Regions from separate parts of the Ovis aries genome. Here region 2 is linked to region 1. The links are chromatin contacts, called in public Hi-C maps. All regions are on one chromosome and are shown on one strand. Each heading gives the region's core, a stretch centred on a gene start, on an enhancer-like site or on the middle of the called end of the contact. The rest is flanking DNA. Distances are from core to core; before and after follow the strand shown.

Region 1 (5,613 bases), core at 835-3,334:
GAACTGTGGTGTTGGAGAAGACTCTTGAGAGTCCCTTGGACTACAAGGAGATCCAACCAGTCCATCCTAAAGGAGATGAGTCCTGGGTGTTCATTGGAGGGACTGATGTTGAAGCTGAAACTCCAATACTTTGGCCACCTGATGCAGAGAGCTGACTCATTTGAAAAGACCCTGATGATGGGAAAGATTGAGGGCAGGAGGAGAAGGGGACAACAGAGGATGAGATGGTTGGATGGCATCACTGACTCAATGGACATGGGTTTGGGTGGACTCCAGGAATTGGTGATGGACAGAGAGGCCTGGCGTGCTGCGATTCATGGGGTTGCAAAGAGTCGGACACGACTGAGTGACTGAACTGAACTGAAGACATTGATGACCTTTGCAATATGTTTCCGTGGCATGGTATGGGAGGGGAAAGTCCTTGAGAACAACGATTGGGTGGAAAATGATGCTCAGAAGGGTCTGGTGGCTTAACCAAGGTGATGCAGCCAGCAATCTCTGTCATCATGTAGTGATCAAAGCTTATATCATAAGACTCCAAATTTGGCTTTCTTTCCACTTGTATTACTCAAAGAAGGTGGTTTAGTAGGTAAACATGACTCCGTGGCTTATGCTGAGTTAACTGAGGAAGGGAAGGAATGAAAAAACAAGAAAGGATGGGAGAGAGAGTGATGGGAACTATCCAGCAAGGGACAGAATGAGTCAAGAAGGGGATATAAAATCAACAAATACCTATTGGATGCCTAAGAGTTGGATGGGCTTCCCTGGTGGCTCAGTGGTAAAGAATCTGCCAATGCAGGAGACATGGATTCAGTCCCTGGGTGGGGAAAATCCTCTGGAAAGGGAAATGACAACCCACTTTAGTGGGTTGCCTGGGAAATCCCGTGGACAGAGAAGCCTGGCGGGCTATAGCCCATGGGATCACGAAGAGTCGGACACGACTTAGTGACTGAACAACACCACATCATGTGTTAAGCAGGTGGGAACTGTTGATGAAACAGACATAAGACATGGTTCCTCCTTCCAGGAACAAGATAAAAATACGTAAAAGATGTAAGGGCTAAACCAGTTGTTAAAGGCAATGGTAGAAGAGCCGTCACAAAGCAATATGTGATTTACTGTCTAGTGTACTATGGTATTTCATGAATGGATGGACTTCTTCAGACCTTTCCAAGGAAGGGTCACCCAGCAGAGGTAGAGGTCCAAACTGCCAGTTTCACGTAGTTGAACTGGCCCCCTGTCCATCATCAGGGGACACGTACTGAGGTTTCCTGAAATTGTGTGATAAGAATGGGGCTGCAGAATGGCAGGGTTCAGAACTGCTGGTCCATGATTAGGCTGTAGGCTGAGAGTGCTGTTCTCCACCTGGCTGAGGGGAGTATGGCAGAGGAATAGCAGAGGGAAACTAAGAGACAAAAAGACACAAAAACAGACACAGAGATATTATATCTGGAAAAAAGGAATGAAGAACACCTAGCACATAGTGGGGAGTCACTGGGTAAATGAACAGAAAATCCAGGGAGACACAGTCCACAGCATACAGGAAAGGCTGAGCCACATATTGGGAAAACTTCAGACTCGAACTTACCTCTTTTTATCTGTATACATTTAGACAAGGTTATTTAACTTTTCAGGGCTTCCTTTTCTGTGCCAGAAAGCCAGGGTTAGCAACACCTTCTTTGACAGCCTGTTGTGAGGCCTGAATGAGATAATACATACATAATATCCAGCACATGGTCTGATCCAAAGTCAATGCTCAATAAATATCATTTGCCAACAACAGTTCAAGGTGATTACAGACGGTCACCTTTTGCTGAAAAAGTGCAAATGTGTCATAACTATTAGAACAGGAAGCTTTGTAAGACCCTGGAAAAGTGGATAACAAATGTTATCATCCCTGCTTTATGCATGGAGAACCTTGGCTCTGAGTATCAGAATTCTACCAGAGAAATAAGCCATTTAGTGGGAGGATGGGAAGAGGAGGAAGCGAAGCCCTCCACAAAGATTCTTGAAGGCTGCCTTCCTTCCCTCCAACCTTCCAGCCAGCTTTCCAGCTTGCCAGCAGGTGGTGGGGTCAGGTTACACTCCTCTAACCCAGCCCTACCACTAGCCTTCACCGGGAGTTTGCAAGGATGCAGTGTAACCCTGGGCATTTATTTCTGAAAAAAATCAGGCAGCATTAAGAGAAAAAGCTCTGATCAGACCCAGCATTGGCTCTTTCTAAGAGCAGTTTGCGAATCAGATTCTCTTTGGCAAGCTTTCCCCACCTCCTTCACAACAGCTTGATAATAGTCCGCCCTGGTGGAATTTTCTCCCTCGGGACATTCCTGCAACTGAGTTTCAAAACACGAGCCAGCAGAGCCCAGAAACTGAGACAGCCTTCCGGTCTCATTAGCGTGCTGTTTCCCTGTTGTTCTGCTTTGCTATTGCGGTTTCTATGTGTGAATGTGATCACTTGTTAGAGTGGTCTATTTATATGGTTCTTTTCTTTTGTTTATTCCCATTACTCAGCACTCTAGAAATCAAGAGAAGTCAGTGCATCATGCTTATGATTCCTGGGGCCCTGGTTGCTAGGTGCGTGTGTGAAGACCTGGAGCTTGAGGGGGCGCTCAGTGTCTGAACCAGCGTGAAGCTGTCTCCTCCAACCTGTCCTCAGGCGCACGCACCAGGGACACTCGTTATGGCTGACTTGAGCATGTGCATCAGAAAGAGGCTCCTGGAGAATGCCAGAGTGTTGGGGTTGAATGGGAACCGCATGCACACGTGCACGATTGTGGTGCTTCAGAAAGGCCTGGCAGGGAGGAGAGGCCTAGAATATTAATGAAGTGTGGGACCTTCAAGGGGGTGTAGCAAACAGTAGGTGCTCAGCTACTTAGTGGTTGAAGGTGAAAAAATAGAACCAAACGACCAGGAGAATGGGCTTCCCTGGTGGCTCAGAGGTATAGAATCTGCCTCCAATGCAGGAGCAATGGGTTCTATCCCTGAGTCAGGAAGAGCCCCTGGAGAAGGGAATGGCAACCCACTCCACTCTTCTTGTCTGGAGAATTCCATGGGCAGAGGAGCCTCGACACCAGTTCATGGTATCGCAAAGGGTTGGACATGACTGAGTGACTAACACACACACATTCTACGAGAATGGGTCATATGCTAGGTTCTTAGGCCTGAGACTTGGAATGTATTTTCTTCTAGTCACCCCTGGGCCTTGGTTGAGCCCCGACTTCAGCAGGATAAGAAGTAGCTATCTTTTTATAATTTAAAGCTCTGAAAAGTAGGAAACAGGAATCACTCCTTCTCCCTTAGAACTCAATACATCATCCCTCATCCCTCATCAGGAAATTCTTCCCTCCTATATGAAGCAAGCTCATTTTCTCCGGATCCATCCTCAGAAGAGCTGGAGAGGTACATTTGCTGGCCCATTTCAAGGACCCTCCTAATGACTCATGTTGTGACCTTTTTTCCTCCATGATAGCTTGTCTCAGTTCCTTTGGTGTTTGTCAAGGATCTTACTAACTGGCTATTTACATCATCCTCTTGTCCCTTCCACAACTTCTGTCGAGAAATAATCAGGCTGTATATAATGAAAAGGCTGGAATGCTACTTGTCTTGTTTTATTCACACCAGTTTAGGATTAATAACAATGGCTAAATTCATACAGCACTGGGTTCATGTGTGCCAGGGTTCATGTGTTTGTATTATCTCACTTAATCTTTCAGCAGCTCTATAAGGAAGGTACTAATATTATCCACAAATAATAGCCAAGGAAAACCAGGCACAGAGAGGTTGGGGTACTTGCCCACAGTCACACTTGAGAGTGGCAGAGCCTGCCACTGTTTGAACTTGAAGTAGTCTAATGTTAGATTTGGCACCCCTGATAAACCTACCATGAGGTCTGTGTATGGGTGTCTGTTGTCACAGTTCCTCCCCATCACTCCCACTGGCCATTTGTGAACTTGCTTTTGCTTTCTTTTCTGGTCAATATTTTTCCATCTCTGAATGAGCTTTTTATTTTTCCTCTACCACTCATTTCCTTCATATACTTTGTACACAAATGTTTCTTGTTTATCTCCCGAGTGCGGGTTCTTTGGTATTAACGGTTGGAGTTCCAGCGGCATCTCCCAAAAGCTCTGGTGGCCTTAGTCTACTTTCCTCCTTTTCTCATCTCTTGCTTTTCCTTTACAACATATGAAACAAAGTAAAGAAGGATTTTCAGGGTGTGACATTGAAAGGCCCTCAGAAAGTATCTACCGACTCGTTCACTTACCCACAAAGACCCAAGTTTTACTCTAATTAAAACTTTCATTTCTCTCTACTCCTTGCTTTAATCTTAGTATCAGGTACATCATAGACAAGTGTTACTTGGCCATCTGTATCATTCTATGACTCAATTTTTTAGTCTGTAAAATGGAAATAGTATTACTACTCATCTCTTCCAGTTCTAGTGAGAACTAAAGGAGTTACTACATGTAAAGAGCTTAGACTGGTACCTGAATTAATAAATGTTGGTTTATTATTGTTATTTTTAATTCCACTTCATATTTCTTTATGAGTCAGTATTTCTAAATATTTGTCATATTAAGGTGGTTTTGAACAGGAACTGAAAAAATGAACTTCAATTGATCTTATGATGCTATCAGTGAATTAATAGAAGTTATTTGTATATTTTAGAAAGCACTATGAAGGCTTATCAGCCCTCTTCTCTACCCAGAGACTTTGGCAAGGTCAGGTCATACATTTTCCTTGGCTTCCAGATACCCTGAACATCGGATCATTACTGTTTCCCACTCTCATTCCTAAGACACTGTTGGAACTTGAGGGCATAGCCTAGACCTGTTCATCTTTTTATTGCCAGCTCTAAGTCCTAGATCTTCCTGGGTTGCAAAGATCCCCTGGAGAAGGGAAAAGCTATCCACTCCAGTATTCTGGCCTGGAGAATTCCATGCACCATATAGTCCATGGGGTTGCAAAGAGTCAGATGTGACTGGGTGATTTTCACTTTCAAGTCCTGGATCAGGAAGATTCTCTGGAGTAGGAGATGGCAACGCACTCCAGTATCGCCTGAGAAATCCCATGGACAGAGGAGCCTGGTGTGCTACAGTCCCTGGGGTCACAAGAATTGGACATTACTCAGTGCACGTGTACACACATGCACAGGGATGCAGAAGGTATTCAGCACAGATTTGTTGTTGAATAAAAGAACATAATATGTTTGTATTCTTCCCTCCCCAACTTTCTACTATGGTTCACCAACTTCTAATATATAATATACATTTTCCTGGCTTGACTTTTTACCATAGAGTTGAAAACAAAAATATAAACTGTTAAATGCAGATAGGTGGCTTGCATAGAGACCACAAAAAGGAAAATGGAAGCAAAAATCAATCAGAAGTCTCCAATGCTATCAAGGGAAGAAGGTAGTCCAAGTATGGCCAGATAATGTCAGCTTTTTAAGTAGCCCTAATCCTAGAGAAACAGGACAGAGCAGGTGGTTGAGAGCAGTCAGCTATGTAGTTGGACACACCTGGGTGTGGATGAGTACATTGACCTAGATCTCTAAGCTTCTGTTTTACCGCCAAAAATGAGGTGATAACTGGTAGCCTTCTCCTAGGACTCCTG
Region 2 (5,613 bases), core at 1,523-4,022, 39 kb before region 1:
GGTCAATGACTTATACAACTTTATGCCCTGCATAACAGCATCTGCAAGCCGTTCAATGTATATTATCAATATTATAATTACTACTTTGTGTGGTTCATGTTGATTACACCAATAAGACTGCAAGTTTTTTGAGAGAAGTGTAGCTGCATCTGCCCTGTTCTTTCCCACATCCTCAGTTCTCAGCAAGATGCTCAGCACATAGCAAGTGCCCCTGAATATTAGTTGAATAAACAAATGAATACATGTATGAATTCATGCAAATTCATGTTGTGACGCATATTTGCCACGTCTGTGCCATGAGCAGGGCTGAGTGTGCTGCTACAACTCAGTACAGCAGGCAAAACTCCAAAAGGTGCCCATCTTCGGCTGGCTCAATACTGGGACAGACAGAATCAAATGTGGAGGCCAGGGAAGGATGGTTGGCATAACAACTGACCTGCAGGGCACTCTGAACCCCAGGGTATGGTCCAGATGCAACTACACTTGCTTTGAGCCCCTTCAGATCATTGATGATCTTCTCTGGGCTTTTGTGTCCTCATTTAAAACTTCAGGAATAATCTTTCTTTTCCCTTGCAGTTCTGAAATTCTAACCTTTTAGGAAGATTTCTGGACCCTGAAATCTTGCCAAAGACAAACCATGGTAAGACCTTCTGCTTACAAAGTTGAAAACAATTTCTAAAATATGAAGTTCAGTTCTAGTTCAATGAAATGCTCTGGGGCGGGGGGTGACTTCTTGCCAGATCCAAGCCAGTTAATACCTTCTCTTCATCCTTTTCCACACCCAGAAGTCAGGCTCTCTAGGCCTCAATGGGAAGAACATAAATATTCTCAACCAGAGCTGGTGCTTTGCTTCAATCTCTAGCTATCACAGGGAGTCGGTCCGATAAACATTTGCAGTTAGAATGGAAGGAAGCACAGCCTCTCAGACTTTTACAGAATTTTTTTTTTTTTATGGACAAGTAGGAGAGTCACAGAAAACACAGAATTAGGTAAGAAAGAGAAATTCCCCCAGAGAATTGAGAGAGAGAAACAACTGAGAGCCTTGAAACAATCACTGTATAAGAACAGAAGAAAGGAAACCCACAATTTGAGAAAATAAGCAGACATATTTTTTCCTTAAAATTTTTTAAAATTAATATTAGCCACTGATTTTAGTCCTCTAGTCCCATCTCTCAAGATGTCACTTTAAAAAGCAAAGGTTTTATCCACAAAACCACCAGTGAGTAAACAACCTTCATATTCTTACCCTCACACACACACAGTAAGATATTTACTTTCTGATAAACAGCATTTGTAAATAAATCTCATTTAATCTCTAGAAGCCACAATAAAAATCTGTAACCTCCAAGGCAGAGTTTACAGATGTGTCTGCATGCCCTGCCAGAGCCAGAAAACACAAGGTTTTGAAAAAACTCCTATAAAGGGAGACACATTTTCTCTCTCGAGCATCTTACACTGACCTTCTTCTTCTTCTTTTTTAAAATATGTACCAGGGAGGAGAAAAGGGGAAAACCCAACCCCTCCTACCCCATTCTCTGTACAAATCGGCCAATAAATCTAAGGAAAAGACACAAGAGAAAAGGACAGAAGCCAACAGGTGGAAAAAGGCTTTTTGTTTCCTTAGAAATGCTCAGACACTTGATCTGTGTTCCCGGTCTATTTGTCTCAGGGTGTCTTAATGACGGTTTTATTATCATGATGATGACGATCAAGAACAATGATAACACTTCTACTTTGTGATGCCACAGCATTGCTAGCTCGAAGATTTCTCAACGCGTTTGAGACAGAAGGGTATCTATTCCGTTTTTACCGGATCCCAGAGAGGCGGGCAGCATCCCCAGGCGGCTCTCTGGATTTTACAGCTGGGGAAACTGAGGCACGGGGCCGCCCACAACTCCTTCACGGTCTCTACACCAGAGAGATCCCTGAGACGGGAAAAGTTTCTGGATCGTCTTGCGACAGAGTTCTCTCAGCCTCCCTCCTTGCCTGCCATGCCTCTCTTCCTCCCGGAGAGTATGGGCTCGGGTGGTAAGGATGGGGGTACCTCCCCTTCACTACGAGGCACGCCAGGGCAGGGTGTGGGAAGTCCACACACACGCACACGCACACAGGCACACTCGCACACACACAAAGCTCCGTGTAATCTCTGCAGGCACTCGGCGGAGCCCCCGCTGGCCCCTGCTCAGCCTGAGAATGCACAGCGCAAGCTTGCAAGGAGGCCCTCCTTGGGCTCCTGGTTGGGGCTGCTCTGAACGAGGGCTCTGCCCTTCTCTGCCTCTCTTTCAGGCTGCTCTCTCTCTCTTTCCCCGCTTCACGCCCTCCAATCTCACACCCTCCTCCCATTCCTCTCCATCCACCCCTTCTCCCCCAACAACCCAGAGGCGCAGATCGTGTTACTGGGGTTCCCTAGAAAGAGGGGGCCATCCCCAGCCCGGAGCGCCTGCAAAGACTTCCAGGGGCAAGGCTAGAGCTCCAATCGCAGGCTCCCAGCGCTCCTCCTGAGCAGCGCAGGAATGAGACCCCCACTTCCAGGCACGGGCGAACCAGCCTGCCACAGAAGAAGGAATTGTTAGGGCTCTTACCTTTTTTATGAGGAGAAATTCTGGAGAATCATTTCAGAAACTGAGGGGGGAAAGTGAATGAAGACAAAAAAGACCCTTTTCCTGCAATCCCTGGCCTCCTGGTATCAAGACACTAGGACAACATCAAAGCAACTTAGGGGGAACACTTTAGGGGCCTATTGTCTGCTCTGGTCTGATCTGTTTTTCTTCTGACTCCCCCTCTTGCTGCGGTGACACTTGGTACGGCCCAGGCATTCATGCCAAGTAGCTTTCACACATGGAAGCTTGTCTCAAGCAATTGCTGACAAGCCACAAACAAGACATTCTCCCTCCCTTCTCAGTGCCCCCCCCACTCCTTCCCCCTCCACCTTTTCCTCCCCCCTCCTTGCCTCCCCTCCTCCTTTCTTCTGAATGCAAACTAAAACTCTCCAGTGACAGGCAGGCTCGCAGGCTTGGCCTAGCTGCGCAGGCAAACACACACACACACACACACACACACACACACACACACACGCGTGCGCGCGCGTTCTCTCTCTCACGCAAGCAGCTCAGCTAGTTGCTGCTGCACTGGTGGAGTTAAGAGACAGGAAAAAGCCTAGGCTGAGTTGGGGGCAGGGAGAGAAAGAGAGGGAGACGGAGAGCCGCCTCCTGTGTCCTGGTAAAATGGCAGAAGAGAGGTGAGCCCCCTGCAAAAACAGCAGTGGCCACACACGTGTGCACACAGACACACACTGGGAGGCAGTCTGAGCTCCAGAAACAGTGAAATCAATGACTCCACAAAGGAAAAAGCCCCGGCCGGTCAGCTGCAGCTTGGGGGAGTGGGGAGATAAGAGTGGGTGGACCCAGGGCTGGGGTTTCTGTTGAAATGTTTAGATGGTTTTCTTCTTCATAGTAGGAAAAAAAAAAGAGTGTTCCCTATGGAGCTAGTCTTTCTTCACTGCATAATGGAGCCTAAACCTGAACCACTAGTTAAAATAAAACCAGGAAATGTGTAAATGTGCGAGTAAACTTAACTGTGGGTTCAACTTGTACCTAAGATATTTTTAAGTGGATTTTTTTTTTTTTTTTTGCAGAAACCCTAGAGAGCGGTAGCAAGGAGAATAGTAACAAGTAGTGTAAACTCTGAGAGCTGTGAAGTGTGATGCGAAAGTTACTGATTGCCAGGCTGCTGGAATTTATGGAGGGTGGGCATTGCGAGTTGGAGGGGGGAAGGGTGAGTCTCTGTGAGCTGTTTTCGAGGAATGAAAGGGGAATGAGGTAGAATAATGAATATGGCAAGAAGCAAGCAGGAATTTGATTGGTGTGGAGGGAGGAGGAAGGTGGGGGTGTAAAGGAGGGAAGAGAAAGAGAGGAGGGAGAAAAAAAACACTGCATGAGAAAGGAAGAAGAAAAATGGAAGCCCAGAGATTGAAACATGCCGAGTAAATGAGATGGCAAAAGAAGGCATAAAATGTGAGCAAAAAGAAGCACAAAGGATGTGCAAATTTGCAGATGGCATGAAATCAGGAGAGCCAATTGAGATCAAGAAGAAGGACAGGATGATTATGTGACATTCGTATTTTTAGCCTCTTGTGGAGTTATAAACCTGATAAGGTCTCCTTTGCCAGGGCTGGGATGGTCACCCTTCTACAGGCAGGACCTGAATGGGAGCTTAGCTCCTAACTGGAGCTACCAGATTGTGGTTTTGCAGGAAGGTCGCTTGTACTCGAGTCCACATGCAAATTATGTGAACACACATCACTTATTCCTTTGCTGGGGTGCAATAAGAACTAAATTATGACTTTTTACATTTACGACTAGCTAAAGCCTTCCCTGATGGCCCAGAGGTAAAGAATCCGCCTGCCAATGCAGGAAACATGGGTTCGCCCTCTGATCCTTGGAGCATATAAGCCTGTGTGCCACAACTATTGAGCTCTGTGCTAGAGCTGGGGAGCCGCAACTACAGAGCCCATATGCAGCAACTACTGAAGCCTGCATGCCTTAGAGCCGGTGCTCCACAACAAGAGAAGCCACCGCAATGAAAAGCCAGCACGCCACATCTAGAGACGAGCTCTTGCTCACCACAAGTAGAGAAAAGCCCACACAGCAAAAGAAGTCCCAGCACAGCCAATAAATAAATAAATGTGTTTTTCAGTTCAGTTCAGTTCAGGTCAGTCGCTCAGTCGTGTCTTAAAACTAGCTAAATGGCTTGTCACTACGTAAAACTTACCACATCCGACACATCCTTGTTCCTACTACCTTTTCCCTTTCTCCGTTACGGCAGATCCTATTAACTGTCTGTTCCGATCCACATTTATGATGATAATGAAAATAATTCCTTTGGATTAAGTATTTACTTGATTTCCAGCATTTTCCAAGCATTTATACCATGAAGTCACTTCTTTTAAGACCATCTCTATTTACAGATGATAAAAAATGAAGCACAGGGAGGCTAAATAACTTGCCGGAGGTCACACAGCAAGGTAGAGATGGAGCTGAAATCAGATTCAGGTCTGTGTATCCTCTGATCTGGGTAGCACATGTTCCCCATGGCATCCCAAGTCCACTCAGCCATAGAAGTGCCCTGTTTCTTTCTGCACCCCAGAGCTAGGTTTGGATCCTCTCACTTTGAGCCAGGGGACCTTCTGACCTCTCCTTAACAAACTACTGACTCACCGTCCACTTCTCCGTGGTGGTGACTCACTATATTCAATGAGGCCTTCTAGGCAAGAATTGCATAAAGGGTCAGCTTGACCTTTAATGACTGTATGATTTACTGATTGCCAGGCAACAGAGAAAGGCAGCTAAGACCAGAAAGGCTTCCCCTCCTTAAAAAATGTACAAAGCAAACTAAAAACACCCACAAGTTGTTGATGGTAATATTGACGGTGACGGTTGGTAACATGTAATGAGCAGGTACATATCTTAAACAACCCCATAAGGTATACACTGTTATTGTTCCTGTTTTCCAGATGAAGAAGCTGAGGCACAAAGGTTCAGTAACAGGCTGAGTTCCCTCAGTCAGGAAGTGCTAGCTGAGCTATGGCCCCAGGCAGCCTGCCTCCCCAGAGAC

What was found. A called contact is a pair of places that touch in the nucleus more often than the background predicts.
Region 2: a contact with region 1 is called in a Hi-C map of skin fibroblasts, with 4 times the contacts expected there. The contact joins the promoter of BCL9 here to the enhancer-like site in region 1. A contact is called at or near these places in 2 of 16 Hi-C or Micro-C datasets (skin fibroblasts and tail adipose tissue).

The regions. Positions count from the first base shown.
Region 1 is chr1:98,552,177-98,557,789 of ARS-UI_Ramb_v3.0, reverse strand. The region is part of intron 3 of LOC121817731 (a long non-coding RNA gene); the gene reads left to right. Among named protein-coding and RNA genes, the nearest start is that of BCL9, 40 kb to the left of the region's middle. Within about 2 kb of position 2,084, at least 11 of the 54 cell types and tissues checked have an H3K27ac peak or open chromatin away from gene starts, as enhancers often do.
Region 2 is chr1:98,592,018-98,597,630 of ARS-UI_Ramb_v3.0, reverse strand. It overlaps BCL9 (BCL9 transcription coactivator), which reads right to left and starts at 2,772. Exons shown (of 10, transcript XM_060413646.1): 1 at 2,583-2,772. LOC132659521 reads right to left here and starts at 2,772. Exons shown (of 4, transcript XM_060413653.1): 1 at 2,583-2,772.